2 separate regions of the Sus scrofa genome follow, and region 1 is linked to region 2. The links are chromatin contacts, called in public HiChIP or PLAC-seq maps. All regions are on one chromosome and are shown on one strand. The core of a region is the stretch at or near the end of the contact, and the rest is flanking DNA. Distances in the headings are between cores, read along the strand shown.

Evidence for each region. HiChIP or PLAC-seq counts read pairs in DNA pulled down with a chosen protein or histone mark.
Region 1: a contact with region 2 is called in an H3K27ac HiChIP or PLAC-seq map of skeletal muscle, with 5 times the contacts expected there. The contact joins two enhancer-like sites. A contact is called at or near these places in 2 of 47 Hi-C or Micro-C datasets (epiblast stem cells and psoas muscle) and 1 of 2 datasets of contacts at active chromatin or transcription factors (skeletal muscle).

The regions. Positions count from the first base shown.
Region 1 is chr2:96,805,963-96,809,507 of Sscrofa11.1, reverse strand. The region is part of intron 4 of LOC110259422 (a long non-coding RNA gene); the gene reads left to right. Among named protein-coding and RNA genes, the nearest start is that of MEF2C, 590 kb to the right of the region's middle. Within about 2 kb of position 1,752, at least 16 of the 83 cell types and tissues checked have an H3K27ac peak or open chromatin away from gene starts, as enhancers often do. A contact at or near this core is called in skeletal muscle, where this site is marked.
Region 2 is chr2:96,319,044-96,322,401 of Sscrofa11.1, reverse strand. The region is part of intron 3 of LOC102159394 (a long non-coding RNA gene); the gene reads right to left. Among named protein-coding and RNA genes, the nearest start is that of MEF2C, 100 kb to the right of the region's middle. Within about 2 kb of position 1,446, at least 2 of the 83 cell types and tissues checked have an H3K27ac peak or open chromatin away from gene starts, as enhancers often do. A contact at or near this core is called in skeletal muscle, where this site is marked.

The sequences.
Region 1 (3,545 bases), core at 503-3,002, 490 kb before region 2:
GCAAAACTGAAATGTAAACTGATTTATCACATTTCAAAAAGATAAACTTTAATACCACCACCAATCATCAATGCTTTTGAAATCTACAGGTATGCATAGATTTTTTTGTGATTGGCACATAATTTTATCTTCAGGATTTGTAAGGAGTAAGGCACTAATTAAAAAAAAAATACAAGAACTTGGAGTTCCCATTGTGGCTCAGCGGAAACAAATCTGACTAGTATTCATAGGTTTGATCCCTGGCCTTGCTCAGTGGGCTAAGGATCCAGTGTTGCCTTGAGCTGTGGTGTAGGTTGCAGATGAGGCTCAGATCCCTGAGTTGCTATGGCTGTGGTGTAGGCCAGCAGCTACAGTTCTGATTTGACCCCTAGCTTGGGAACCTCCATATGGCATGGGTGGCCTTAAAAAGATGACAAAAAAAAAATGCAAGAACTGGTTGTTATGTGTTGTAAGAAAGACATACTGCACATTGCATTTTCCAAAAATGGCTACAACTGCAGTTTCCAATCTCACATGCTCCGATGAGGGGTAACCTTACTACTTCCCATCAAGTTATGGAGAGTCTTCTCCTTCCTGTGGAATCTGGGCTGGCCTTAGTGACTCCTAAATCCAGTAACATGAGATTGGAAGGATACTTCATGACTTCTAAGACTGGATCAGGGAGGCTTGCAGCTTCTACCTTGGCCTCTTAGACCACTCATCCTCTGGCTGTTCCAATTGCTCTCTTTTGCATGTATATGTGTGTGTGTGTGTGTGTGTGTGTGTGTGTGTGTGTGTGTGTGGCTATAAGTGTATGTAAAAATATATGTGAATAACCTTACAAACCATAGCACTTAATTTATCTCCATCTCCATATCAAGAATTTCATAAAACACTGAAATAAGTATTAAAGGACTAGTAATATTCAGCATATATCTATTAAGATTCTTTGTAAAGTGAATGGAACATTTGTTTATATCAGTATTTTCTTTAATATTGTATTGCCTAGTGCAAAGCACAATAATATCTTTAATTATATGTTTCTTCAAATGGTAAGATCAATCATTAATTAAATGTCATTCACCTTTGCTTTAAATGGCTTCTTGGCTCTGAACACATGCTAAAATGAAGTTTTTGACGCTTCTATTTCTATTTTTCTTTTACTACAAAGAAGTCAGACTAATAGGAACCTTTAGCTGATGGGAAATAAGTCAAGCCCTGGAGGTAGTTAACATTCAAATTAAAATAACAATTTGGCAATTGATCTGCCATTAGGAAAAAAAAAAATAGACAGGCAAAAACCCAGGGCCTAGAAACAAATTTGTCTTTCTTAAATGCTCAGTTTCAAGTGTGTCTGGTTTCTAGCCCAGTTTGTATCAAAAGGGATCAATTTTTCCCCCTTTTCCCTGTTCTACTTTTGCACTGGTATTGTCTGAATCCCAGAGTGAGCAGCAATACATCATCTTGCTTCAACATCTGCTAGAGCCCCCTCTCCTCCTAATCTGCCCAGATCCCCAAAGCCTTTTCCACCTGCTATAGAGCCAAATGCTCATTATAGCACACAGCTACGCCCTTCAATGTCCTTCCTCCCAGATCCTCAAGGTTAACGTGGAACAATGACTATTATTAAGTGGGGGCTTTAGGAATAGAAAAGCAGACCAGGCAAGGAGAAAGGGGGAGGGGCTGTGGAAGCACTGGGTAGGATGCCAGGAGAGCTGGCAGGAAAGAGCTGCTAGAAAGCTGTGGCCAATTTTCCAGTCGAAACATGAGTCACTGAACAGAGATGCCCTAGAAATAAATAGCTTCCCTGTTCATTACCCGGTACAAGCAGAGACCACACCCTCCAGTGGTTTTCTGTTAGGGCACTTTGGGTTATGGCTTTGAGCAGCTAGTGGAGACAGTGAGATAAAAATGGCCAGTTTTGAGGAGGCTGGCACATCTAGAAGTTGTGTTTACTGCTTAGCCAACTGTAAATTGTAAGCAATTGGAAGTTGTTCTGCCCCCTCTTCTTTTTTTTTCTTCAAACTACCAACCTGTTCCTTCTGCTTGCATCGTCAGACCAGCCACCAATGGAAAGTTTGAAGCTTATTGGATTAGGCTGCTTAGAAAACAGAGAAAGTCAGAAATCTGAGACTCTGCATTCATCTGTATATATTATCATGAGACCTTAAAAAATACAGAAAGGAATCTAATCGGCTCGTGGTGGCGGGAGGAGAGGCCACTTTAAGTTTCCTGCCTTCAGCAGCTGTGTACCTCACTCCCAGATGCCATGCTTGGTGCAATTTCCTTTTAGTTTTTTAGGAGATATTTTAAGAAGTTTAAGTGCTGTTTACTCAGTGACATTCATAGGGATGATCTTGATAAACCACATGAATGCTGGCTGGCCTCTGGCAGGCATGGCCAGCTCTGCCCTAGACATACTCTCCTGTTAATGGACCTTTGGGCAACGTCTCCAGTCAGGATCAACTCACTCTTGTTGCCCTTCAGTTCCTGGAAAAAGTAGAAAACCACAGATTTCCACAAGGGCTACCTAGTAAAATTCTCTTGCCTCCACAATCCTGAGCCCCAAGGAAGTGTGTCACTATCCTATAGCCACGCAATGTGCTGATCTAAATCAGGCACAAGCCACCCAGTTCTATGACTGCTCCCGCCAAGAGACTGGAGGGGTTGAATGAGCTCTCATTAATAAAAACAGTTTAGTGTAAAACTGCCTGGGATCCATGGAGTAGGTGTTTCTGACTTGCTCTAGGAAATGACAGAGCACCTAAACTGTCAGACTTACACTTAGAAGATGATTATACTTCCTTTTTCTTTTTCTTTTTCTTTTTAAATTAAGTTTGAAAGTTACCACTCATTTTGGAGAGACAGCTTTAAAAAAAAACTAATCAGAAAGAACAAAGATACTGTGAGGGTTAAAAATTCCTCATTTTCACTTGGATTAATCAAGACACTAGATCTTCATTGTGGGTTCCGCAGGATAGAAGAGTAACCAGAGGTGAATGAGATGATGGGCATGTCAGAAAAATAAGTTTTCAACAGCTTTCTTGAGATATCAATGGCATAAAAATTGTACATATTTAAGGTGTACAAATTGATGTTTTGATATACATATACATAGTGAAATGAGCATTACAATCAAGCTAATTAACATGTCCATCACCTCTTGTGTGGGTGTGGTAAGAAGACTTCATTTAAAATCTATCTTCTTAGCCAATTTCACTGTATAATATAGTATTGTTAACTGTAATCACCATGCTGTAGAGTGGACCTTTTTCATCTTGCACAACTCAGACTATGTACCCTTTGCTGACACCACCCCCTTTTCCCTCCCCATAGGACCTTGGCAATCACTGTCTTACCCTGTTTCTATGAGTTTGACTATTTTAGATTTTGTACATAGAAGATTTGTCTTTCTATGTCTTGCTCATTTCACCTGGCACAATGTTTTCCAGCTTAATCCATGTTGAAAATGACAGGATTCCAGAATTTCATTCTTTTTAAAAACTAAATAGTATTTCAGTGTGTGTAAATGTGTGTGTGTGTATTTATACATATATTTATATATA
Region 2 (3,358 bases), core at 197-2,696:
CAAGTCAGAAGTTATCCTGACAATGGGAAATACCTAAATCCTATATGTTCTTTTGAGGATAACACATATGATAATTTTAAATCACACTAAAATTCAACTACAAAATTCTCCCAGAATAAATTAGCTTCCAAAAATCAAACATTTTCAGAGAGCCTATAAAAAAAAGATAAGTGTGAAGTGTAGGCCTTCTGTGGAATCACCAAAATCTCTCAGCTCTTTATTCTTCTTTCTAAAAAGTTTCCCTGCCGAAATATAATTTAGAGAACATGAAGAAAATAAATGTAAGATGAGCCAAAAAAAAGTATGAGGCCTGAAACTACAATGACAATTTAGGGAATATAAATGTTATTAAACTTCAACTCATTTCTTCCTGGTGAATGCAACCCATCATCTTCAAAGGAAATAGGGCTTGACCAATGCCGTTGTGAATTACTTATACAAATTAAATATGCCACTTCTACTGAAAACTTTAGGTCAGCAGCAGATGTTGGTAAATTCCTACAGAAATGCATGCCCAGAGAACGTTTTTTTTTTTCTTTTTTTTTTAAATGGCAGAAATCTGCTAGCTATTCCTGCCTTATCTGCAACAGCTGAGCAATCTTTCAGTGCCACGCGGAGACGGAAAACTTGGCTCAGATATAGCGTGGACAAGCTTGCCTTAATCACATTGCTCTTTTACATGTGCACAAGGACATCAACATTGACAGTACAGAGTAAAGCAGCCATTTGCTGAAAACAACTGTCAACGTTGTCAAGTTTTTGGAACCTCTTATAATGTGATTTGTATGACAAATCTTGTGGCATTTTGTTTGTCAGCAACAGTAGTGAATTTCCATGTATCTGGGAAGGCAGGAGAACTGTTCAGAAGTGGATTCGGTTTCTTTACACAGACTGCGTTAAAGGAAAACAGTTATTAATTTTTAAATGACAGATTTCAAATAGATCCAGAATTTTAAAAGTGGAATTTCGTTAAAAAAAAAAAAAAAAAAAACACAAGTCGATTTCCCCCCTTCCACTCAAACCTTGAAAAACTGCAATAGTAGTTCAATTTTCTTTTGTTGCACTCCAGGTTTTGAAAACTGTTACTGTAAAAATATTAATATTTTCTGAGACTGGGATCTGTGGCAATAATTACTAGGGTGTGCTTGAAGTGACAACAGTGAGTTCAGTCCTCTCCTCCAAAGAATTAGGTGCGCACTGCCATGCAGCTCTTGAAAACGGATGTAGCAAGTTACAGCTAACCTAGCACACACACCGGTGTTATTCAACAATGTGCCTATTAAGAGACGATTACAGAGATCTTATGGTTCATTAGTTTCTCAACATTTCCTTCACTCCTACTCTGAGCTGTGTTTTTCATACCGCTCTTCCTTAATGTGCTTCACACGTTTGTCCTCGGCCAAGGTCTTCCCCCGTGTGGGTGGAATCCGCTTGGACAGGCCGCATGACAGACAGCACAGCCTCCCTTCCTGCACCTGCTCTGAAATGCCCTTGGGTGTGTGAGATCAGTGTAGCCACCCAGACAGGAAAATCTCAGGTTCTGCCCATTTGCACGACTTAACAGTTCCGTCAGAACAGATCTAATGAGGGAATCTTTTCTGGGCTTCCTCTCATGTGGATCTGGTTAGAAAAGTCCAGAAAAGACATCCTCTCACCCTGTTATGATCCTTTTCCCCCCTCCTCAAAAGATGCTGAACATATTGCCTAGAACCATCTTCATAAATATTAGCTATTCAATAGCTTTTTTAATTGAATTGAATTGAAATGAACAAAACAGAGACAGTTAAAGAAAGAATGCTTCAAATTCCATGATACCCAGTTCTCCCTCCTGTTTTCCTTCCCTTTATTTTTCTGGAAAAGTACTGGATGAGGTGCCTAGAGCAGCAATAGAAATATAACACAAGCCATAAATGCAAGTCACATAGGTAATTTTAAATTTTCCAGTACCCATATTAAAAAGTAAGTAGAGGAGTTCCCTTGTGGTGCAATGAGTTAAAGACCTGGCAATCACTGCAGAGGCCTAGGTTGACACTGTGGTATGGATTCAATTCATGGCCCAGGAACTTCCACATGGCATAGGCAAGCCAAACAAACAAACAAACAAACAAAAAAACCAAAAAAGAAAAAGTAAATGGAAACAGATGAAATAATCTTAATAAATTTATATTTAACCCAGTACATCCATAATGTTCTGTAAAATATTTCTGTTTTAACTCACAACATAGAAAACAAACATACAGTTACCAAAGGAGAAAGGTGCATGGGGGGGAAATAAATTATGTTTGGGATTAATATACACACAATACTATATATAAAATAATCAACAGGGAACTACTGGAGAGCACAAGGAAATCTATTCAATATTATATAAAAATTTATATGGTAGGAGTTCCCATCGTGGCTCAGTGGTTAACGAATCCAACTAGGAACCATGAGGTTGCGGGTTCAATCCCTGGCCTTGCTCAGAGGGTTAAGGATCTGGCATTGCCATGAGCTGTGGTGTAGGTTTGCTATTTCCTCTTTCATTCCCCAGATATCCCTCACTCTTTCCTTTTTCCTTTATTTTTTTTATTTTTTTTATTTTTTTTGCTGGTTGCTAGTTAAAAATCTTACAGGGAAAGGCTCAATGTGTTCTATGGTTTAAAAAACTACTCTGAAATGCTTAAGGTATCAGTCTTTTCCCACCCAATAGCAGTTTATCTTCATGTAATCCTACACTTGGGATAATATCAACAGCTTCCTTTTCTGAATGGCCACTATTTCTAAAAGACACATTCCATGGGTCTGGTACCCTTCTTCCACCTTCTAGCTGGGCTTTGATACTTCCAGACTAGAGCTTAGCTGAGTGTCAAAGATAATAATGTAGAGGTAAAAAGGCAGGACCTCTGTACCAAAATTTATTTTAAACATCTAGTTTATCCTCTATTTATAAAAACAGTTAAAATTGAAAGTTACACATGTGGTTGAAATTCAATTACTTTTTTTTAGTCCAACTTAAAGGTGTTCACAGGAAAACGGGGATCTAGAGTGGAAAATGAGGAGTTTTATGAAAGCAACCACCCTTTCTAGTTCAAGTGTCTTTTCATCTTTAAGTTTTCCTAAAAGAATTTTTTAGCTAATATTTTTCACTAATTAACCTGCTCATGGGTAGGAAATGCTTGGGTAGGAAACCTCATCTTATATCCCCACTGTTCCATTTCTTTAAGTTCTGAAAACCTCCTTTGCATACCATGATCCTTTCTGGCTTTTCCCCTCCAGACTATTTCACATTCATTTTCATTCTCTCCATCTCTCCCTCCCTTCTCCCCTCTTTACCTCTCTTTCGCTGTCTCTCTTCCCCTTGCCCTCTCAATCTCCT